2 separate regions of the Mustela erminea genome follow, and region 2 is linked to region 1. A link is a contact called in public Hi-C data. All regions are on one chromosome and are shown on one strand. Each heading gives the region's core, a stretch centred on a gene start, on an enhancer-like site or on the middle of the called end of the contact. The rest is flanking DNA. Distances are from core to core; before and after follow the strand shown. Region 1 holds the start of ZBTB8OS (protein archease). Region 2 holds the start of BSDC1 (BSD domain-containing protein 1).

Region 1 (5,508 bases), core at 1,149-3,648:
GGCTTAACCCACTGAGCCACCCAGGCGCCCAGACTTCCTCATTTTTTAATGCCACTATGAAGGTAGTAACCTCTGAGTTATTAGTAAAATTTGCATCAAATTTCTATTACTTGTTGAGCTGAAACATAGCCACATTCTGCAAGATCCTGAATTCTGAAGAACCTTATTTAGCATATAATACCATTTTTAAAAAAATATTTTATTTGACAGACAGACATCACAAGTAGGCAGAGAGGCAGGCAGAGAGAAAGGGAGAAGCAGGCTCCCTGCTGAGCAGAGAGCCCGATGTGGGCTGGATCCCAGGACCCTGGGATCATGACCTGAGCTGAAGGCAGAGGCTTTAACCCACTGAGCCACCCAGGTGCCCCTATAATACCATTTTTTAAATGCTATAATGAACGGTGAGGCAATTTTATAAAAGAAAACTCATTATCCCAACAACTCACTGGTCTTGATAAAATCCTGTATAATTTAAATTCACGTTCATCTCTGCATTGTCACTTCCTCCTGGAAGCCTTTCACGATACCCTAAATTGAGGTGATTTTTCCTTCCCCTGATCACTTGATCATTTTATCTGTGCCACTCTTAGGATAATTATTTTTTACTGTAATACAGTAGCCCCTCCACCTGTGGTTTCAGTTACCCATGGTCAACCACAATCCCTCCGGAAGTAGATGATCTTCCTCTGACTTATCATCAGGTCAGTAGCAGCCTAATACTTCATCACTATGCCCATGTCATTCACCTCACTTTATTTCATCACATAGGCATTTTTCTCAACAACATCACAAGGGTGAGTACACAGTGAGAGATTCTGACAGCAAAAGACCACAATCAGATAGCTTTTATTATGCTATGTTACTATAATCACTGTTTTACTATTACCCTCTTATATGTCTAATTTACAAGTGAGGCTTTATCGCAGCTATGTATATATGGGGAAAAAAAAGAACATAATATAGAGTTCAGTACTATCCACAGATTCAGGCATCCATTGGGGATCCTCAGCCATATTCCCTAAACTAAAGGGGGGTGGTATGTACCATACTACACACAAAAAGTCAAGGCAGGGAAGGTGTCTATCTAAATTTGCACAACCTGATATGTGGTACCTAGCAGACCCTAAATAAATGGGGTAAATTAAGTACTATTTTATCTTGTTGGAGGTAAGCTTTTCATGTGTAAGACCTACCCTACAAGTGATTAATCTCTCACTATGCATAATTCCCTTATACAAAAACCATCCCACCTTCAGATGTTAGTTTTTTTTTTTTTTTTAAAGATTTTATTTATTTGACAGAGATCACAAGTAGGCAGAGAGGTAGAGAGGGGGAAGCAGGTCCCCCGCTGAGCAACACCAGGGGTAGGGGTGGGGGTCCATCCGAGGACACTGGGATCATGACCTGAGCAGAAGGCAGAGGCTCAAACCACTGAGCCACCCAGGCACCCCTCAGGTGTTAGTTCTAAACACCCTAAGTATCTCTGTAAATCTTGGCACATGTCACTGTAACTATTAGCTTCTATCAGCCTCTTCAACTATGCCTGTGCTCCTTGAAGGCAGGTACCATGTCACATAAATCTTTGTACTAGCCAGCTACTACCTCTAGGTTCCAACGTGTTGCTGAAAAAGCTGAACTCATCACAGCATTTTCTTGAAAGCTGACACATTTTACATTATTTCGTTAACTGTAGTTACAACAGACTATTCAATTCGTTATCAGGGAAAGAAAACAAGTTTTCTCTTATCAGGTACATTGCAAAACTACTTTTACATTTTTGTCTTATTTTGGGGGCTAGGAAAAAAGGTCACCAACTGGGTTTTGATCACGTGCTCTCTTTGGGGGACTGGAGGAAACAGGGAAGATCAACACTAAGGAGGACACAACAAGACAACGTTCAAAACGTTCACATCACCTGGTTACATCTGGAAGCCACTGCGCAGTTAGGCTAGGCCACTCCAGGGCATGGGTCATCACCAAATCGTAAAGAAAAGGGGTGTTCTTTTTCCATATTTTGTACTCTTCGTTGATCACACGTTCTTCCACTGCGTCATCAAAGGCTGCTAAAAGTTAAAACAAATTAAGTTAGCGAACACAAAGGGAAACCGAGTCAACACTTCCAAAGCTACCGGCAATGCTCGAGTCCAGATTCTGAAATGGAGGAGGTATGGGCAATTCTCCCCGCGGCGACGGTACCCACACCGCTCTCCACGCGCGCGGGCCCGCAGCAACTACTCTCTCCGGTTAGCCAGGCCCGTCACTCCGTTAGCCGTTCGCGCGACGGCGCCGGGCCTCATGAGCACGCTCCCATTCGCGCCGAGTCTACGGAACCGGCGCGGGCCTCCTGGGCCCCTGGGGTAGCGAACGGCTCAGGCAGAACCGGGAGAGGCGGGCAGACGGACAGGGCGCGCGGAAAGGTACCAGACACCGGCCGGGCCCGGGCTCCCCCCACTCCCCGCCCCAGCTCCACGCCGGGGGACCGGCCTCCGCGCCGGAGAAACTGGCGCGCCGTTAGCCCGCCCTACGGGGCGATTTCTCCTCACGCCTTCGATGGTGGGGACAGCACTCAAGAGTCGGGCTTGTCGTCACTGCTAGGCCCTGTCGAGGCCGCGGCGCCGGCCCGAAACCCCCCGCCCTCCTGGGGCGGCCCCAGCACCCTCACCTTCCTTGTCGGCCATGGCGGGCAGGCAAGCCGGGGGGATCCCGGGGTCGAGCGTTGCGGGAGGGGCGGGGAGGCTACGGGCGCTTGCTCTGCGCGCGCGGCCTCTATTGTTTCCTGCTGCCCCTGCGCGAGGGCTGACTCGCGCACCTTCGCGCCAACACTGGCCAGTCGGAGCGTCCCGAATGGTAGAGTGGGCGGGGAAGCCGCGTTCGCAGCCTATCCAGACACGCAGAATGGCTTTCTGTGGATCCGAGGCGGGCGCCCCTCCCCTGCCCCCACACGGCCGGGAGCCGACTTCCTTCGAGTGCGCGCGCGCGGAGCCGGTGGGAGTGCGACCGCCGGGTCACGTGACAAGTTTAGCCCGCACTCTCCAGGGGGCAGCCATTTTCTTAAAGGCTTTTCATCGCCAGATACTGTGAAAGTACTGAGATGAGAAATATAGGATGCTTTTGAGTCTAGTTAACAACCCCGGGAGTAAGGCGGAAAGAAAAGGCTTCTAAACACTCAGAAACAGGGTGTCTAGTTCAAGTCTCTCCATACTCTCAGGTCTTCCAGTTTCTTTTTCCTTAGTTCTTAGGACGAATGAAGCAAACACAGAAAATAGGGCCTAAGCCTATTAAAGATGTGCTCCCAGTGGCGGGCCGGAAGATAGAAGTCTTAGGGTATAAAGTACATCTGAGAGAATGGAGTCCTGGTCCTTTAAGGGGGCGTGCCGAGGGTGGGCGGAGTCTAGGGCGGAAGTTATAAATTAGAGCCGAAGTCCGGCTAATGAAGGGCGGAAGTAGAGTGTCTAGTGTTGCAATTATGGCGCAGGAAGAGGAAGATATTCGGGATTACAATTTGACTGAAGAGCAGAAGGCGATCAAGGCCAAATATCCCCCAGTCATTCGGAAGTACGAGTGTGAGTAGGTGGCTCACTTCTGTCGTCCCTCGTCTCCTTGCTCAGGTCTTCCGGCCTCGCCAGCCGTTTTATCTCATAAGGTGCTTCAGGCTTGATGCCATTTCGCCCTGTATTATAGGTCCTTGTCGGGGGGATGCTGAGGAAAAAAGCCCAATAGTCTGAGAGTCGGGAACCTGGGCTGCCACATTTACAGTCTCTTGAACTCTTTCTACATTTACCTAGTCACATTACCTTGTGGGAATTTTACCAGCGTATTCGTTCTAAAGACAACAGTATTTTCAAGCGTTTGCCGGGTTGTCGCCGGTAGGTATCTCCAGCTGTAGGGTGATGAGAGTGTGGTTACGTTAGAGAACTTGGAAAGTTGAGTAGGAAACTTACAACTTGGTGTTTTACCTGGATTGTGTTTTTAGCAAAAAGATCTGTTTTTGCCATAAACAGCTTAGTAATTTAAGGCAAATACATAACCTCTCTTTGTCCCTTAGTTCCTTCATCTGAGGAGTAAATGAGATAATAAACTTGAGCGTATAGTGCAGATTCTTTTTTTAAAAGATTTCATTTATTTATCTGACACACAGAGAGAGATCACAAGTAGGCAGAAGGCAGGCAGAGAGGAGGAAACCGGCTCCCTGCTGAGCAGAGAGCCTGAAGTGGGGATCGATCCCATGACCCTGAGACCATGACCTGAGCCGAAGGCAGAGGCTTAACCCGGTGAGCCACCCAGGCACCCCAATAGTGCAGATTCTGATCTTCTATATAAATGTTCAGCTATTTTCCCTAAAGGTTGCTATGGTTTGGGGAGCACAAATATGACTTTTATTTTTCTCTTATTTTATTTTAATAAAGATTCTATTTATTTATTTGACAGAGATGGCAGGAGAGGGAACACAAGCAGGGGAGTGGGAGAGGGAGAAGCACGCTTCCAAAGAGCAAGAAGCCTGATGCGGGACTAGATCATAGGACCCTGAGATCATGACTTGAACCGAAGGTAGAGGCTTAACCGACTGAGCCACCCCAGTGCCTCTGTAGAGTTTAGTTACCATGGCATACTGGGTTCTGAACCCACATATCTCCCTAGCTCATTTTTCTCTTAAAAATAGTTTCTTTAGGGGCGCCTCGGTGGCTCAGTGGGTGAAAGCCTCTGCTTTCAGCTCAGGTCATGATCCCAAGGTCCTGGGATCGAGCCCCACATTGGGCTCTCTGCTCAGCAGGGAGCCTGCTTCCTCCTCTCTCTGACTCCTCTCTGCCTACTTGTAATCTCTGTCTGTCAAATAAATAAATAAAATCTTAAAAAAAAAAAAAGTTTATAGCTCAGACTTCTATTCCACCCTCCACAGGCCAGACAAGCCATTTGTGGTGAGGGGGTGGGGCTGAAAGTTCCCACTCTTTAATCCTGTGTTTCATCCTCCTCATTACCGCACCATGCTAAGGCTATGTAGGAGCCCTAGCCTCAGTAACCTCAATAATGTAGACTCAGCTGTGGACAGAAGGGGACAATTAATGAATACCAAGACACTCCTATCACCAATGAAAAGCCAAGTATTTTAGGAGCTTGCCAGAAACCAGGGACAAAGACCAAATATATATTTTTATTATACCACAAAAACATTCAGTAAATGCAGCAATTAAAAATGAGAGCAGTTGGGGCGCCTGGGTGGCTCAGTGGGTTAAGCCTCTGCCTTTGGCTCCAGTCATGATCTCAGGGTCCTGGGATCGAGTCCCACATCAGGCTCTCTGCTTGGTGGGGAGCCAGCTTCTCTCTCTCTCTGACTGCTTGTGATCTCTCTGTCAAATAAATAAATAAAACCTTAAAAAAAAAAGAATGAGAGACGAAAGAAAGATAGTTTAAACTTTTTCATTTATTGAACAGCAAAAAAACCTTTTGCTCAAAAATCCTGTTAATATTTTTATGGTATATTTCATGATTATATCTATGGAGAGGATCATA
Region 2 (5,508 bases), core at 1,358-3,857, 180 kb after region 1:
ATTCCACTATATGTATATACCACATTTTGTTTATCCATTCATCTGTCAACGGACACTTGGGTTTCTCACACCTCTCGGCTATTAAGAAAACGCAGAGATGAACATGGGTGTAGAAATATGTTAAGATTCCTGCTTTCAGGGCACGTGGGTAGCCAAATCGGTTAAGCATTTGCCTTCAGCTCAGGTCAGGATCCCAGATCCAGGGTGGAGCCCCATGTTGAGCTCCCTGCTCAGTGAGGAGTTTTCTTCTGCCCCTCCTCATGCTCCTTCTCTCTCTCTCACTATCTCTCTCTCAAATAAATAAATAAAATCTTTTTTTAAACAGATTTTATTTATTTATTTCACAAACAGAGATCACAAGTAGGCAGAGAGGCAGGCAGAGAGAGATAGCAGGGAGCAAGCTCCCTGCAGAGCAGAGAGCCCAATGTGCGGCTCGATCCCAGGACCCTGGGATCATGACCTGAGCTGAAGGCGCCCCTAAATAAAATCTTTTTTTTTTAAATCCTGCTTTCAGTTTTTTGGGGCATATACCAAGGGGTGGAATTGCTGGACGGTATGGTAATTCTATGCTCAGTTTTTTGAGGAATCACCATATTGTTTTCCAGAGCAGCTGCGCCATTTTACATTCTGTATATTTTTCAAGACACTACTTTCAGGATGAATTAAGGCTATACAATGGGAAGGCAAGATTGGGACAGAGATACCAGTTAAAAGTTTTTCAAATTTATCTAGATGAGAAACAGTGGCTGTGATTTACATAGTAGCAGGGGAGAAGTAAGAAGAGACCAGGTTCTAGTTTTGCTTTAAAGGTAGAGCCAACACAGTCTGTTAAGGGTCAGCTCTGATTTTGGCTCAGGTCATGATCTCAGGGTTATAAGACAGAGCCCTGTGTAGGGCTCCAGGCTGGGTGTGGAGCCTGCTTAAGATTCTCTCTCTCCCTTTTCCTCTGCCCCTTCCACCCTTTCCCTCTCAATAAATAAATAAATAAATAAATAAGAAAAATAAAGGTAGAACTAATAGATTTGCCGAGCAGCTAGCTTTGGAGTAAGAAAGAAAAAGATAAAAAATATATCCCCTGCGGGGCGCCTGGGTGGCTCAGTGGGTTAAAGCTTCTGCCTTCGGCTCAGGTCATGATCCCAGGGTCCTGGGATGGAGCCCCACATCGAACTCTCTGCTCAGCAGGGAGCCTGCTTCCTCCTCTCTCTCTGCCTGCTTCTCTGCCTATTTGTGATCTCTGTCTGTCAAATAAATAAATAAAATCTTAAAAAAAAAAAGCTTATTCTTGAAAAAAATACATAGATCCTCCCCGTTTTTGGCTTGAGAAACCGGAGGAACGAGGTTGCCATTTATAGCTTTGGGTAAGTTTGCAGACAGTTGAGATTAATACATCAGGAGTTGGGGGGCATATTAAGTTTAATATACCTATTACACAACCAAATATTGATAATGATCCTGGTATTCAGAGATGTGTGGGCTGAAGAAAAAATTTGAGAGCAGCCAGTGTATAGATGGCATTTAAAATCATGAGACTTGATGAGATCATCTGGTGAATGATTACAGACACACAAGAAGAGAGGGCGCTCTGAGCCTTGGGACATTCCAGCAATAAGAGGTCAATGAAAAAAACAGTAGAGAACAGTGAGAAGGAGATGCTGGTGAGGTAAGAGGAGAGTCAGAAGGGCACTGGTGTCCTGGAAGCTAAGTGAAGATAGTGTTTTTAAAAGTAGGAAGGTGACCAACTGTGTCAAGTCAGATGCTGCTGGTCCAAAGAAAGATTGAAAGTTGGTCATTGCTCTTAGCATCCCAATACAAGTCAGGCAAAAACGGGACGGAAGTGAATTCAATAAATGATGGGAAGAGACGGGAATTGGAGCCAGTGAGTACAGACAAGTCTTAAAGAAGTTTTGCTGTAAAGGGGAAAGGGTGTCCGATCAAGAGAGTGTTGGTATTTATTTCCACGCTTTTAGGATGGGAGAAACAGCAGGTATGACAGGAACAATCCTGTAAAGAGGGGAAACGGAACGGGGGTGGAGGGATTACTAAAGCTCTCCCAGTAAACAGACAAGAGGCGATGGTATTTGATGGGTAGCAGATCCAGAAAGTCTCTCCCTTTCACAAGCTAATCCATGTCCGTTGAAGAATTTTTCTCCGTACACCTGCAGACCCTGGCCCAGTGCCCTGCTCTGCGCTTGTTGAATTAGCCCGAAGAGACCCCAAGCAACCGCTACGCGGTTTGTTTCATAAAGGGGGGTGGTCCTAGCCCTGCGCTCTAGGATCCAGACTTTCGAGCTCCAGACCCGCTCCCTTCCTTCCTCGCCTCTGCGCGTACACCTCCGCGGTCCAGGCCGGCGGACGTGGCCCCTGGCAGCCACCGTATCCGAAGTCAGTTTGATAAAAAGTAGGTGCTAGTGGGGGTAGGGCTAACACTTGGGGGTGGACTTGAGAACCGAATTGAGTGAGGATTGGGCCGAGAGTTCAGGGGCGGAGTTTAAGAGCGAACTCTAGACAGAGAGTGGACCGAGCTCATGGAGGCGGGGCCTAGTGATGAGCCGGGGCGGAGATTGGGCTGTGGGCGGTGTCAGCGCGAGGATTGGACCGGGTGCTCTGGGGCGGTGCTTGGGGGGGGTAGTGCCGTGTCGAAAGTCAGAGGTCAGTAAATAGTGGTGATGTCATGCAGGCAAGATGGCGGAAGGGTGAGCCCGTCATCCAGCTCTCGGGCGTTGGGGCCTGAATTCTCCCAGGGTCGGGGTGCTGGGCCAGGGTCCCTGTGGGGAACAGGAGGCCGGCCCGGGAGTGGACGGGGCTGAAAGGGCGGGGTGGAGTCTCAGTGCGAGGGGGTGGGGAAACGGTCTGCCAAGTCTCGGCCCGCGGACCACATCTCTGGGAGAAACTGAGACCCGATCATGCGCGGGCAAGAGTCGCACGGCAGGGCCGCCAGATATATCTGTCTTCGCAGGGAGGACGTGGGCTGGTGGCGGAGCTGGCTGCAACAGAGCTACCAGGCAGTCAAGGAGAAGGTAAGCCGGGCCGGCGCCCTTCCTCCGCCAGGGCCTCGCGCCGCCTCATACAAGCAGGTCCAAGCTGCCCCGCCCGACCAGTGTGGGCGCTGGGCCTCAAAGATGAGGCCCACCCGGGCCCTACTGTTACCCCTGTCGGTCTTGGGGAGGACTGACCCCCGACTCGGAGCAGTGTGACACAAGCCACGGTGAAATACAGATTGTTTTAAAGGCCGGAGCTTCCTTTTTGTAGGAATCCATAGGAAGAGCAGTTTATTCCAGCTAAGGAAGTTCACAGCTTCGTAGAAGAGAGAACCTTTGATCGATTACGAAGAAGTCTGCAATAGAAACTTATTTCTGTAGTCATTCGAATACTGGAATTCCACAGCTAGCACTCTGACAGGTCCTGAGGGTGCAGATGCTATCCTGGGCCTCACAAAGCTCACAGTCTGGTGGGGAGGCAGCAATCCCTGTGGGATGATGAGTGAGCCTTGGCTCTGCCAATAGACAAGGCTGTTGTGTGTTTCTGTTCCACCCCATACTAGTTTGTCAGAACCAGCCCAAGTGAATCCTGGAGGAAAAGTTAACTACTGTTTACTTCAAGAAATTGGGGTGAGTCCTGCTTCAGGGCAGACTCCAGGAGGCTTCTGATCTCAGTTAAATCAGTCCTCTGCTCTGGGGGCATTTTAATACCTCCTTTAGCCTACATACTCCTGTTCAGCCTCTCAGCTAGCTACAGCCTAGCTAATCTGAGAATGTCCTGAGTTGTTTATGTTGTTGTTCAGGAATAAGAGAATTTCACACTGAAGTTTAATCGAAAAGCTCTCAAAGGACCTCAGAATACTGTTGAGCGATCTCCTGGAAGGAGAATCTGACATTCATTCAGCAACTGGGGCGATGACTTTCTGTGTGTTGCCCTCAAGGCCGGTCTTACCATAACTCATAGATAGTTGGTTGGCTTTCCATCTTTGTTCTTGGGAAGCTCCCTGTTTGAGGCCAGGGTGTGGATGTTGTTTCTGCCTTTGACAGTTCCCCATTCAGAAAGAGGGGACTTAATTTCCCTCTCAGCTAGTTACTGTTACATGAACTTGTACAAGTTATTTAACCTCTCTAAACCTGAGTTCCCCATCTGTAAGATGGGAGTACTAAGAACACCTACCTGATAGTACTGTTGTGAGGATTAAATAATAATGTGTGTAAAGCACTAGGAACAATACTTAGCACACCGTAAGTAGTATATAAGCATCAGTTATTTTTATTAAGTCCTGAGGAGGGTGCTGGGGAAACCTCTTAAACACCACTAGTCCATTTTTACTTCCATTTTTTCCCTTGGTCATTCAGTGCTTTTCTGGCCTTGCCCCCCTTGCCTTCCCATTTCAGCTCCATCTAGAATACTCAGTTCCCAGGACCCTCAGTTCCCTTGCACCCCTAGCATCCATTGCCCTAGAGACCACAGTTCTAAGTTGGTGCTATAATCTGTCTTCCTCTGCTCCTTCCCTCCTCCTGCAGTCATTGTGCTTGTTTGCATTTCCGCACAGACACTGATAAAGGCATTGCTCCTTGGTCCAACCCCAGATTCCCCAAGCTTATTTAGGCCTGAGCACCAGCCCCCAACAAGCTTTTTCAGTCTCTGATTTGCTTTTCTTCCCCTTATCTTCGAAACTTTCCCCAAACCTAACTCTTCCCTCCAGTGCTCTGTTCAGCTACTTCCTCTTTTTTACCTCTAGGAGAAACCCTCGCCTCCTACTTTTTATATTTGAAGTCAACAACATGATCTCTCATAACTCTCTCCCCATCCCTGTGGCCACCACATGTGAGCTTATCGGTAAACACACTCAGCTTCACCTACCACTTGCCAAATCCATCGGGTGGTTTTCAACTCTTATCTTCCTGGGCCTTTCGGCTGCATTTGACACTAGTGATCACTCAGCCTCTTTCTTGAAACTCTACTCCTTTGGCTTTGTGGCTTGCTTCTCTCTCAATTCTCCACATCTCCTGGCTCTTCTTTCCTCACTGTTGCGTGACTTTCCCTTCTTACCCTTTAAAGGAGCGGTTTTTGAGGGGTCTTGTCCTCAGCTCACTGCTCTGTTCACTCGACAAACTCTTCCTGGGAGACTTCTCCATTTTCATGATAGTGTGATTCCTAGTCCTATTCTCTGAGCTTTACTGTTGGAGAATAACTCCTGCTGGACAGCTGTCCCAGTTAGCCCACTGTCATCGCACATCCTACGTGACCAAAATTGTTGTCATCACCTTCTTTCTAAGCCTGCTCCCCCTTCCGCATTTTCTCTTTCAGCTGGCAGCAGTCCATCGACCCAGTCACCTAGGGTAGCAGCCAGTGGCTCTTCCTCGACTCTCTCTTGCCCTCACTCAACCCATTATTTAATCCCTAAATCCACCTTTTTTGCTCTTATTTCTTGAACCAGTCCCATCCTTTCATCCTGACCAGCACTATCCTTATTCATATTCTCTCATTTCCTTTTCTGAACTTGACAGCAACCTCCTGATGGGT

The links. A called contact is a pair of places that touch in the nucleus more often than the background predicts.
Region 2: a contact with region 1 is called in a Hi-C map of spleen, with 2.2 times the contacts expected there. The contact joins the promoter of BSDC1 here to the promoter of ZBTB8OS in region 1.

Annotation. Positions count from the first base shown.
Region 1 is chr10:85,449,822-85,455,329 of mMusErm1.Pri, forward strand. It overlaps ZBTB8OS (protein archease), which reads left to right and starts at 2,399. Exons shown (of 7, transcript XM_032360793.1): 1 at 2,399-2,417. It overlaps RBBP4 (histone-binding protein RBBP4), which reads right to left and starts at 2,943. Exons shown (of 12, transcript XM_032360790.1): 1 at 2,663-2,943; 2 at 1,916-2,060. The coding sequence starts at 2,678.
Region 2 is chr10:85,633,249-85,638,756 of mMusErm1.Pri, forward strand. BSDC1 (BSD domain-containing protein 1) reads left to right here and starts at 2,608. Exons shown (of 11, transcript XM_032301459.1): 1 at 2,608-2,693; 2 at 2,957-3,017. The coding sequence starts at 2,683.